2 separate regions of the Hordeum vulgare genome follow, and region 2 is linked to region 1. A link is a contact called in public Hi-C data. All regions are on one chromosome and are shown on one strand. Each heading gives the region's core, a stretch centred on a gene start, on an enhancer-like site or on the middle of the called end of the contact. The rest is flanking DNA. Distances are from core to core; before and after follow the strand shown. Region 1 holds the start of LOC123401638. Region 2 holds the start of LOC123403394 (MLO-like protein 13).

What was found. A called contact is a pair of places that touch in the nucleus more often than the background predicts.
Region 2: a contact with region 1 is called in a Hi-C map of seedling, with 2.7 times the contacts expected there. The contact joins the promoter of LOC123403394 here to the promoter of LOC123401638 in region 1. A contact is called at or near these places in 2 of 6 Hi-C or Micro-C datasets (leaf and seedling).

The regions. Positions count from the first base shown.
Region 1 is chr6H:146,261,056-146,267,770 of MorexV3_pseudomolecules_assembly, forward strand. It overlaps LOC123401638, which reads left to right and starts at 4,488. Exons shown (of 2, transcript XM_045095479.1): 1 at 4,488-4,683; 2 at 4,794-5,146. The coding sequence starts at 4,602. The coding sequence ends at 4,912.
Region 2 is chr6H:147,017,744-147,023,834 of MorexV3_pseudomolecules_assembly, forward strand. It overlaps LOC123403394 (MLO-like protein 13), which reads right to left and starts at 3,070. Exons shown (of 13, transcript XM_045097330.1): 1 at 2,635-3,070; 2 at 2,403-2,460; 3 at 1,915-2,069; 4 at 1,558-1,674; 5 at 1,373-1,474; 6 at 581-655; 7 at 391-479; 8 at 260-309; 9 at 1-16. The coding sequence starts at 2,760.

The DNA.
Region 1 (6,715 bases), core at 3,238-5,737:
GCCGGCCACACCCCCATTCGGCCCACCCACCTCGGGGTATAAGACCCCCAGGGGGGAACCCTAGCGCCCCCAGCGCTCCTCTCCCCGCCGCCAGAGATGAGGGAAACCCCCTTGTCACCCCCTCGCCACCTACCCCACGTCGCCCCACCAACCCCCACCTACCGCCCACGTCGCTCGCTCCCTCCCCTCGCCTCGCTCTCTGCCCCATGCGAGCGCCCTCCCCGCTCCCTGCTTCTCCCCACCGAGCTCCTCGCCCCCCGCCCCCCGTTGCCCCATCCGGCCCCTGCCTCCCTTGAGGCTAATGCCGACCGACGCCGGGTCCCCCTCAGCCGGTCTACGCCACATCGCCACCGCGCCAAGGCCCTCCTCCCCTCACGCGCCGTCGCCCCTCCACAACCACAGCGCCCTCGGCGACCGCCTCGGTACCGCCAGGGCTGCCCCGCACCGGCCCCGTGCCAGATCCACGCCGGCGCTCCCCCCGTCGACCTCCATCGGCTTCCTCACCTCTTCCCCAACCGGCTTTCCCGAGCTTCGTCGCCCCGATCCCCGACAAACGTCGGTGAGCTCCGGACCCCGACCACCCTCTCCTCCTTACCCCCGTTCCGGTTCCACTCCGGTGATCATCGCCTCGTTCCGGCGCATTTCATCGAACACCTCATGTGCATAGGAGGTGAGCTAGAGCACCACAAAGCTCTCCCACAACCAGCCGAAAAAACAGAGCAGTGCACTTCTCTGCTCGCGGGGGTATATATAGACCAACCGTTGGTCCCGGTTTGTGGCTGGAACGGAGACTAAAGGACAACCTGAGGTCCCGGTTCCAGCCACAAACCGGGACTACTGGTTGTGGGCCAGGAGCGAGGCACATTGGTCCCGGTTCGTTTCCGGAACCAGGACCGAAGGTGACAAACGAAACGGGACAAATGGCCCACGATGCTTGGCCAACGCCCTGGCCTCACGAACCGGGACCTATGCCCACATGGGTCCCGGTTCGTGAGTGAACCGGGACTAATGGGATTTCATCAAGTGGACCAAAACCCTCTTTTCTACTAGTGCATGTCCAATAAATTGGTAGAATTTGCTTGTATAATTTAGTTTTTTAATAGAATAGACAATTTTAGGTAGCAAACAGTTTTTTAATACAATCGCATGTAGAAATTTTGAGGTATATGAATGTATTGGAATGGTATATGAGAAATTTTTAGGTATCAAATCTAGTAATAGAATTTTTTAGTAAAAGACATTTAGGTATATAATTTTTTAGTAAAATTCTAGCTATAGAATTTATTTAGTAATTATTTTTCAATATAAAAATGTATTGGACAATTTAATTATATGTATGTCATTATCACTTTGTCATCAAAGAATGCTATGTTTCATTGTTGGACATGTCTACGATTTTGGAGGAAACATCTCCGGATGGCCTATTTTTACCAGAATCTTGATTCATTTTCATTCTGACAAATTTCAGGCGCTTGATATGTCCTATTTTTAGAAAAAGGTCATGTCAAAAATTTCCGTGGATTTTGGCGTTAATTTTGCTATAAAGTAGGAAATACCGAGTGCCCGTGATATGCTGGAACAAGAATTGAACGACATTCCGGCAAAACATAGGCCAGTCTTATGTCATTATCAAATAAATGTAATGTTAACTGATTAATGTTTATAGGGTACACTTTTAATTTGTTGGAGCTTCTTGTGTGACTTTCAGTGTGTTCTTGATGGAGGAATCTCGAATGTTGTAGTGAGGGTGCTTCCTTATCCTTTTCTCTTGATATATACCTTGGTATAATACAGGAGAGGGAAAGGAAGTAACCATCACCGACGGTCGAGATATCAGAGATGAAGAATCATGACTATTGTTGTGGGGGTCGCTTCCTCCTTCTTCCCCATGTGCTAGACATTTTGGTAATGCACGCGGGGATGAAGGGAGAAGCGACCATCACCAATGGTCGAAATATTAGTGTGAGGGAGAGTCCACCACATACACCACCATATCAATATGAGGGAGTGCGCATCATATACACCATGAGATATGAGAGTTTTTCAAAGAAGCCTCGATAGACCAAAAGTCAACCCATGCTGAATAGTTCGTCGTATAATTGATTTTGATTTTTAATCTTTGAATCACGATCACATGAAATGTCTGACAACGAGAGGATCCCTGAGTGCAATTGGTGCACCGACGACAGGAGTATATGCGACCGTTATCCTCACCTAGACAACAGTACGTCCTTCAGTGTCAACCTAAAGGAGGACTTCAAAATTATTATGGTATGTATTTTTTTGTAATGAAGCATGATGTATGCTTTTTTGCTTTAATTAAACTGTAATTTTCTTTTGTATAATTCAAATAGTGCATTCCCTGCCATGCAAGACTCCATGTCTTGGACAAGCTCCATTTTCAAGATAGGGAGAGTACACAGACTAAGAGAGCTCACCTAAAAACGTACCTTTTCACTTTTGATGTTAAGCTAGAAAATGTAGTACATCAAACATATTTTGGTTGTTTCACTTGGAGAGCATTATGCAAGGCATACGGGTTTCAAGAGGACATGCAAATAACCTTCGATCTTGGTCATGACGATGATCGTGCAAATAATATCTAAATTTTGGTGCATGTGGATCACTTGATTTCAGTTCTACCTTCATGTGAGTTTGTCAACAAATCTGCTAGGTAATTTATATTTTTTATTGAAAAATATTTGGTACTTATTATGACTAAACTTGCTTATTTTTAATTGTGAGCTTATTTCTCTTCTCCAAAAAATACATGTTAGATAGTAGAGCAAACCTACTACAGTCGTGGCTCTGAGCTTACTTGGTTGGAGAATAAATCATCTAATCTCATTTATTCACGATGTTGAGCATTTAAGAACAATTACATGATTGGCGAAAGTTATACCGAATACGTGCCACCAGTGCACGAGTTGAACCATTTTAACATCACTTCTGACATCTTTGTAAGTTTTTTTACTATTGTGTCACTAGTTCATCTTTTGCATACATTTTATTAAGCAAAACTAGTTTGCTAACTATATTATTATTAATTATGTTCTTCAACAGGTACTCCCGCCGAAGACTATTCCTAGTGTGATGTTTACCAAATGTGATTTGAAGATGGCTAGCTTACGACCAATGTCGATGAGTTACCCAGGTAGATACACGATATCTCAAAAGGAGGAAACCCTGGAAATCAAAGCATGGAGCAACGCAATAAAAGCACGCAGGCAATCACTTGCCATAGACTATAAGGATGTGTGCATCCCACAAGTTGAAGGTAGGTTGGTCTATATTCTTCAATAGGGAGATGCATGAATTTATTTTTAATGCTATTTTACCTATGAGAGAGTAGTAGGTTGTAGCTTATAGTCATTATGTGCTAGAATAATGATGAGTTATTTAACTAGTATGATGACAGTTAGTTTGTGTTGGTAACTTATGATATGCTAGATGATGAGTTATGATATTATAATGACAAGTTGTGATAATGGCGAGTTATTATATTATCCGATGTAAAATACATGGATTAGATTATATTTGATGGATCCAATTAATCAAGTCTGTCACAACATCATATCATCCTACTAATCCGACTTGGTCGAGCCATCACAACATCATATCGTCCTACTAATCTGACTTGATTAATTGGATCCATGCAATTTATTCTAACCATCATTGTTTCATTCAATACCTTTTCATTGCTTTCCTAAAATCTTGGATAACGATGCAAAAAAATATAAATACGTAGTAATAGTAAGGCGTTGGATAGAAACAAACGCTACTGCTATCAGAATTAGTAGTAACACTGTTTATAAAACGCGTTACTGCTAAATATTAGTTGTAGCGCTCACAACTGCGTTACAGGTAGGCAAAAACCAACACTACTAATAACGTTTTCTTAGTAATGCCATGCAATACTTATCTCGTTTTTATTTTTATTTATAATAAGAAGACATTTAAGATCCAAAATCACATGGTTGAAAACTGAAGTAAAACAAATGTTTTTTCAGGTGAAGTAAACAAAAGTTGAAAAGAGATTTAGCAGAGGATGAGAAGAGATAAAAAAAGGAAAGGAAGAAATAGAACTTAGTTGTCTTTTTTCTAGCACACATGTCAGTGTAGCTTAGAGCATGGTTAATAGTACAGTCAGCTGCTGATTATATGATGCTGACACGTCATCTATAGCCAAGCTTATAGCCCGCAAATATAATAGGTAAATGTAAATAAGTACTATTTTATTGATACAAGGACCACCATCCTCTCTCACAAAGTGTTTAGGAGCACGTGTTACAGCCGGCTGTTAGTTTGTAGCCCGCTTCTTTTCTCTCTCCTCTTCTCTTTCTTTCAACTCATCACAAATATATTATTTTAAATCTTACAGCCGGTTTATGTCATCCTATTGTACTTGCTCTTAGAGAGCGGTAGAGCCCTAGACAGGCTCCGCAGCCCGGCCCAACCAGCTAAAGAACCAGTTACTACTTTGGTTCCCACTAGGTCGGACCCGCTTGTCGGTCAGTAGGCACGAGCGGAGCACCGAGAAGGCGAGAACTAACCGAGCAGGCGCGCAGCACATCATCTGCCTCACCGCCGGCGGCGGCGGCATGGGGATGGGCGGTCGAGGTGTGGTTGGCGACAGGTGGTCGCAGCGCGTCCTCTGGATATGCGCCATCGGCAGCGCCGTGAGTAAGCACCTGAACCAAAACCCTAAACCTTGGCGCTCCCTTACATCCCAGTCTCCGCGTGCCCCTGGTTGCTCCTTGTCGCGATCTGATCCGATGGTTGCCGCTTTGCAGGCCTGTACTTCGTGGCGGTGGAGAGGCAGGCGCAGAACCGCGCGCGGGCGGTCTCCGAGGGCTTCAAGGGTCTGGACGGCGCAGGCGGAGGCGGCAGCCGTGGCGGGGAGGACGTGTGACTTTCGCGGCGCCGAGGTGAAAGGGCGTGTAGAGATGTGCCTTTCTGCTCGAAGCCTGAGACAAGTTAGATTTCGCTTATCTGCTGCTTGTTCACAAGATTCATAGAATCGTTGCAATAAGAATGTACTGCTAATTGCCCCCTGTGTTGAGATTTATCAATGTTTGGGGAGCAAGAATTGGTATCTGACGACATGGTTGTTTTGTATGAAATGTGAGTTGGAAAGTTCAGTTTATGCTTCGTTTCCTAACTGTGGCTCCTGGATGTAGTGAACTTGTAGAACCTGGTCTAAAAAAAAAACAATGAAGTATATAAGCAAATGAGAAAGTTCTCGTTTAGGTAATTCATAGACACAGGCTTCAGTTCCTGTATTTGCCATACTGTGATACTATGTTTTACTTTTATCTAAAATGAGCCACTGTCTTTTAGGATTTTTGTGTCTGTGCATTCCTAGGTTGGGAAACTGAAAGGTAAACTAGGAGATGATCAACTTAAAATGAACGTAATGGCTGGTTGGCCGCTCAGCGAACACTACATCCTTTTCCTGCCTCAGTACCAATACTTGCTGCACATCATTTCTTGACTGCTTTTGATCCTAGTGGGCACTGGGTCACAGGCTCTAGTTATACTGATGATGTCTATCAAATATGGAATAGTCCACCAACGCATCATACGTTGATTTCCTGCAGTTCTTTCTTCTTCCCTGCTTCTCTTTTACCCCTACTGAATGATAAGCTACTGCAAGTAGGGTTTGCATGCTTGAATCATTTTCTGTCCGTATGTATTGTTGAGTTCAAGCAGGGAGAAAATGGAATAATCCAGTGCCAGTGTATTGGATTGTCTCTTCTTTTTCTATGGTCAACTTAGTGCTGATTGGATTCATGATTTTTAAGTTTGGTGACTCTTTTGCCCCGTAGAAGATAAGAAGAAAACAGTTGTAAATGTTTGTGTAAGTGAAAATTGATCCCAATTCCTGTCCATTGTAGTCAAAGCAGTCCAGCGACTAATTTATTAATAGGTTCCTGGCAGTCATTAATTTGGCTAGTGCATCATGGTATCTACTGATTTATTGGATGTGCATGGTGCGGTAATTCTATATAATTGTTGACACCTCTACATTGTACCAGTTTAGAGAATAATGGCATCTACAGCCTCAATGCATCACTAACTGGAAATGGATACTTAAGCGAAATTTCTGCTATTATTCTTTTGACAGAACAATAGATCTGAACATGAGCCTGAAAATGGGGCTCACTTTAGCAGATAATTGGTTTAATGGTTTTGTCCCTTATACATGCTGTATAGTGAAAGATTTGGCAGTTCATAATGCAATTAAACACTGCCTGACCTCTGATTGCAATCTTTTAACGTGCTGTGATGATCCGTCTGCCATCCACCTCCCCCTTCACCAAAAGTAACTCCGTGACTGGTGGTGTCATCTCCATGATTTTCACCATCTTGTTCTAGGATTTGCAAAATATGCCTTATGATTGATTTCTCATTTGGCCATTTCTAAGTTGCCGTACAATGTTGTTTTTTTGGACATGGATTTGTATGGTGAATCATGTGCCACATGATTAGATTTATATTAGTTCCGTAGAATGCGTGGATATTCAGCTAGTACGACTAATTGTGAGCTATGAGGAGATATTAGTTTGTCGTTTGTTTCTGACCATAACAATATAACTAAATCAAATGAGAATGCAGATGATCATTATCTTATTGCTAAGGCGCTTTTTTTCCAGTATATTCTCGATTACTGAATGCATATATATCATAATTTCAATATATCGAGTACATAGAA
Region 2 (6,091 bases), core at 1,820-4,319, 760 kb after region 1:
AAGTAAGTGTGCCACCCTGCATTGGCAATAGATCAAGAAATAACAGTGAGAGAGAAAAAACATGCTAGTTCAAATAATTCCAACAAAAACTACTTGTTATTGTGATTCAAATTGTTCTAACCAAGTAACATAACTTGTGGTAACGGAAATGACGATCGCAGACATGGTTACAAGTGTAAATCGTGTTGTTCTCCTAGGATCAGTATATCTTCGGGCAAACAAATATACGAGGGGACTTTTCTCAGTTTATAGGAGTTACCATTTATATTCAGCAGCAGGAAGACGATAACGAAAAGCCATAGGTACCAGCTGCATGCATGTGAGTGTCATTAGGTGAACCAAACAAATTTTATTTAAACAATCCAAGTTGCAACTTTACCCAATACTAACCTGATTCCAACTACTTCTTTGAAGTCGTGCTCTAGGGCACGAACCATGTACTTGTGGAAGTCAAAGTCTGGACGATTTGGGTAGTGCCGCTGGGAGGGAGGAAATGGCAAGTATCCTATTAGTTCACTAGGAAAACCAGGACACTCGTGATTGTGCAGAAGTCACTGAACAGTACATCTTAGTATCTTACCAGAACAAAAGCTGATCTGAGTACTTGATAATCTGGTTTACCGACAGAATTATAAAACTGCTTGAAGAATGCAATCTGAAACAATATAGGAATAAAACCTTTGGAATAATCATACATATGATATACCGAGTTCACAATTTGAATTTGGAAAAACATTGTAACTTAAAGAATGCTCCATATAGCACACAAATATTGCAATAACTATGCAGAAGCTATGGTACTCAGCCATAAAATGTTTTATTGTGGTAACTTCATTGCAGTAAAGGCTATATTGGTGTTTGGTTTGGTCATGATATTGCCTTGTTGCAGAGGGACCTCAAATAACAAAAAGTGTAACACTGCACTGCACTTCACGCGCATGCCATCAAAATATCGTTACGTCATAATAGCTTTCCAGATCATTGTTATCCTTAGCTGACAATGAACCATCTTCGAGTGTTCTCACTTTTTACAAATAGCAATTTGACCACACATTGAATATTCGGTCTCCCAAACAAGAGAAAGAAACATATCTTTTTCATAGATATTTAGTAACTTACTGACAATACCTCCCCCTGTTTAATTTCATATGCAGCCATGGCATTTACGTTAAGATGTAAAAGATGATTTAATAACACTTTTGTCTTGGGAAAATAAATTGATAACCGCTCAGAAAAGCAGCTTCATTTTACTTGGGTAAACCCAAATAATTCTCATGACACTGTCATTCGTATTACAAATTAAGGATTTACAGTTGACTTTATAACAAAATAGAAGCATAAATGCATAATATAAGAGGGTTATATTACTTACAATCCATCTTACAACAGATGGTTTCATCCAGCCTGGCCTCTTTTCACGCTCGTCGAGTCTTCCTTGTTGAATTTCAGTCTCCCATTTATTCCACGTTCTCATCTACAAGTGCTTACCCTAGATGTGTTACCTTCAATATCATATCACGTGAAACACGTATTCATCCCAAGTAATAATAGTTATACCTTAGCTCCACCGAGTAACAGCGTTGTAACACAGAACAAAACATGCACCACACCAAGTACAAAGATAAAGATGTGCAGCTGATGCAGAGCCTCTTCAGATAGCATGGGAACTTCACCCTGGGCAAGAATGATGTTTCAGAATGACCAATCTGGCAAATATTCTTTACGATTCTTGGGACTGGCAATGTCTACCAATTATCATTAAACACACGTGATTATGTTTTGCTACTCAAAATATCACATCAACGGTACTATCAAAGGAAAATAGTAGACACTGAAGCCACAACCAGATATTTAGGTAATAAATGAACGGCACTAAACTTGACGGCAGCACAATCTTCACAGTTCATGGCCTACCTTTCTCTTGCAGAGTTTGGCAGCACCTTCTCTGGCTTTGGACTCTTCAATGCATGGAAGCATGATCCGTGCAGCACTCTCCGGGATGCAAATGCGATTGATGAGATTTTGACAGACGCTTAGTAGGAAAGAAATGAAACCCAGAATCATCAATTCTGCACAAGTAACCAATGAACAGATTAGGCAAGGCGAACAGACAGTTTTATACGGAAAGAATGAACTGGTACGAGACATTCTGCTTTGTGTGTCAAGGAATTTTTTGTTGGTTGGTATCTGATGCTTCTTTCCATATTGATTACAATCAGCTCAGCTATTGCAGTCTTAATCAGGAAACAACTAGCACATGTACAGATCATCAGCAGATCTGTACCTTCGGGTTCTAGTAGCCACCGTGCTTGAGATAATCGAGGTGAACGCTTGCCGTGATATCGAGCATATAAAAAGAAGTTGTGCAGCAATCTAACTAAATCCTAGGATAACGCTCCTACCTTCTTTGACTCTCTGCAGGGCTGAGAATAGTGCTTCTTGGCCATTGAATTTGAGCACCTGCAGAGAGATAGGTTTCTTATTACATATAGCATATACTATCATCGAAAACTTCAACCAACATAAAATAATGTGGGGACATACGCAGAACAGGAAGACTAAATATTACTGTAGAGATCATAACAGGAATGCGAAACAGATAGGTAGGGAGGGAGCAGGTCGGGGGTGCCGTGCCTTGCCGAGGCGGTGGAGCAGGCGCTCGGCGGCGAGGGAGATGGCGACGATGATGAGGCATACGGAGGCGACCACCCACGTCGGCGTGAGCGCCAGCGACTGCTCCTCCTCCTCTCCCTGCCCCATCTCCTCCTCTCCCGCCTTGCCGATTCGAAGCCGCTACCCGCACCATGTGGCTGATATAGGAGGATGCAGGCGCGGCGGTGGTGGGGCATCACGGGCTCACGGCACTGCAGCAGCGACCGGTGCGACGGCCCCCTCCACGCGCCGGATCTGCGGCGGGGAGCCGGGGACAGCGCCCCGGAGGATCCCAGAATCCCAGGCCCCGCCATGAGAGAGAGCGGGCGCCGCACGTGAACGTGCCCTCGGGGCGCTCTCGACTCAGTCGCTGTCGTCCCCCGCGAGGCGCCAGGCCCCGCTTCCCTTTCGAGTTTTGTTCCCGCCTGTGGAACTCGTGAGCGGCCAGCGCCTTTCACGGCTTCGACGGCGTGAGCGGGAGGAAGGTGCCAAGGAAAAAAAAAAAGGATTGGCGTGCAATGGACTCTGTTTGTTTGGGGGGGCGGTGGGCTGTACCGACGTGGACGCTGGCCCTGCCGGGAACGCGAAAAATCAAAACCATGCGCGCACGTGTCCCGTCAGGTATATCAAAATGTTGTTACCAAAAAAAGGTATATCAAAATGTTTGGATAGCCTAAAAACAAATCGAAATGTTTGGAGGGGGAATCGCCTTGGTGGTGATAGATAGATGGAGACAGCGAACCGTCGACGTCCCGGGGATTTTGTGGCTCGTGTGACGTTGTCTTTGCCTACGCGCACGGCAGGCCATGTGAAAAACTATTTTTCAAAAGGTTTCTGCATTTACATGATGCACGTAATTATTTTATTAATTATATATAAAATTATAAAATAGTATATCAGTAGGCCTGTTAAAAGGGGAGATTTTTACTTTTTAGCCTCTGCATCAAGTAAGGATGCATACAGTTAATTTAGTATCAAGATTTTCTTTATGAATGGTTTCACCCCGGCCATGTGAAAAACCTATGTTCTGTTCTCCATGTCAATGAACCTCCAGATTTATTTGTGGTTAAACTTTTGTGTTGCGTACTATGTTCTGTTGAATTAGTTGCATGTGGTTTGGATTTGATAGATTTTTCAGATTATTACATCGTTGAATTGATTTTATTTGTTGAGCTTACCAAAAAATTGTTGATATAGCGAACTGAGCATGGTTTAAATGGTTAGATTCTTTAAGGTAAAACCAACTCGGTTGTGTTTACTATATTTAATACGATGCTCGTATTTTTTGAATTTTATATTAGACTTTCAAGCAATGTTTCTTTAGTGAGAGACGACATTATCGTTGATTAGTCTATGAAGACTTCGTCAATCTTAAGATTTATCGGTTGGTCTTTTGAAAGAGCTCACACGAGCAACGTGAATATTGCCGATATACAAAGAAAGTGATCTGTAACTTTCACTGAAATGCTAAATGCAAATGGTTCTTTTCAGCTAACATTTTGATATTCGGCTAGTGAAAAGGACATAACCTGTATGTGGAGCAGATTTTCTACGACACTATGAACAATTTTTTGTAGAGCATATCCTTAACTACAAAAATTTTGACAGGCAGATCAAGAATTCTATCATCTTTGCTTTCACATATGTGATTGTCGTGTCGATAAATGCAAACCGGCTACTCATTATTCACCCCACATGGTTCTCGATCTTTATGCATGAAATATGGAAGTATCTAAATCTCCGAAACATGGAGACCCACATGTATATATTGATAGGTTGTAGCGTACAGGGTTGGAGGCACCTTAGCTAACCACCGGAGAAAATACGGGTCAAAGGGATAAGAGAAGGAGAAGAATAAAACATATATCTCCTAACTAATCTAACCTCATAGCAGACCTAACTTGAGACACAAGGTTGCGCCCTATACATAGTACAATGTGACAAAATGACATGTTTAACACCCTTCCTTAATCCGAACTTCGCAAATTTAGATTACGCTTAAACTCTTCAAACGATCTTGTGGGCAAAGCCTTTGTAAATCTGTCTACAACTTGATCTTTTGAGGGAACAAACTGAATCTCCAACTTCTTGTTAGCAACCCTTTATCGGACAAAGTGGTAATCAATTTCCATATATTTCATTCTTGCATGAAAAGAGGATTAGCAGAAAGATATGTGGCATCAAGATTGTCACACCCAACCTTGCTCAAAAAATCAGTTGCCTATTTTTCCTGAGAGAGATGAAGACCACCTTTTGTGGTTCTCTTGACATCAATACCAAGAAAGGAGTGAAGATCACCTAGATCCTTGAGAGCAAAATTAGAGTGCAAATCATGCAAAATAGTTGTTACTGTCTCATTGGAGGAGTTGGTGACAATGATTTCATCCACATAAATGAGCACAAAGATAATTGTGTGTGACTTATTGTAAATGAAGAGGGATGTATCAGATTTGGAAGGACTAAAGCCAAGTGTTTGCAATTTGGAGCTCAACCGAGAGTACCATGCCCGTGGAGCTTGTTTCAAACCATAGCCTGTAGATATGAGATGGTTTGTTTTTATCCTCAAACCCAGGAGGTTGGTTAATATACACTTCCTCTTCCAGAACACCGTGAAAAAACACATTATGCACATCTAGCTAGAGGAAATTCCAATATCTGGAAACAACAATGGACAGAACGAGATGAATGGTGGCAGCTTTAACAACAGGACTAGAAGTATCCTCATAATAGAGTCCATACCTCTGTTTAAACCCCTTGGCCACAAGTATGGCTTTATAGCGATCAATGATTCCATCAGACTGTCGTTTGATGCAATAGGCCCACTTGCAATCAATCACATTTTTGCCTGACATGACATGAACAAGATGCCAAGTGTGATTTTTTAAGAGCATGAAACTCATCACCCATAGCCTTTTTCCATCCTGGATCAGTGATGGCCTCACTGATAGTGTGTGGTTCTCCTGAGAAAACAGATGCAGCAACTAAACCATATTTATTTTTATAATTAACAAGTTGAATAGTGCATGCACAAAGACGCGTGCGAGGTGGCTTTGTCATGAGCTCAAAGGATCCGGGCTAAGCTGCAGCTCGATGTACAGTAGATGCCAATCCCGAAGCTGCAGGATCACCTGGGCGGGTCGGATCTTCTATGGTGGGATGTGTTGATGGCGGCAGAGGAGAGACCACAAAAGATACAGACGTGTGGGGCGGACGAGGCGTATCAACATCAGATCCCACATCGGGTCCAGTTGGCGTGTCGACACACGACGACGAGGTCCTCCTGGCGAAGACGCATGGGACCGACGCAAAGTGTTTGGAAACATTGCATGAGAAACAAAAAAAAATCATACGCTCACCAAGATCAATCTAGGAGATGAACATCTACGAGAGGAGATATTGTATTTACATATCCTTGTAGATCGCTTAGTGGAAGCGTTAA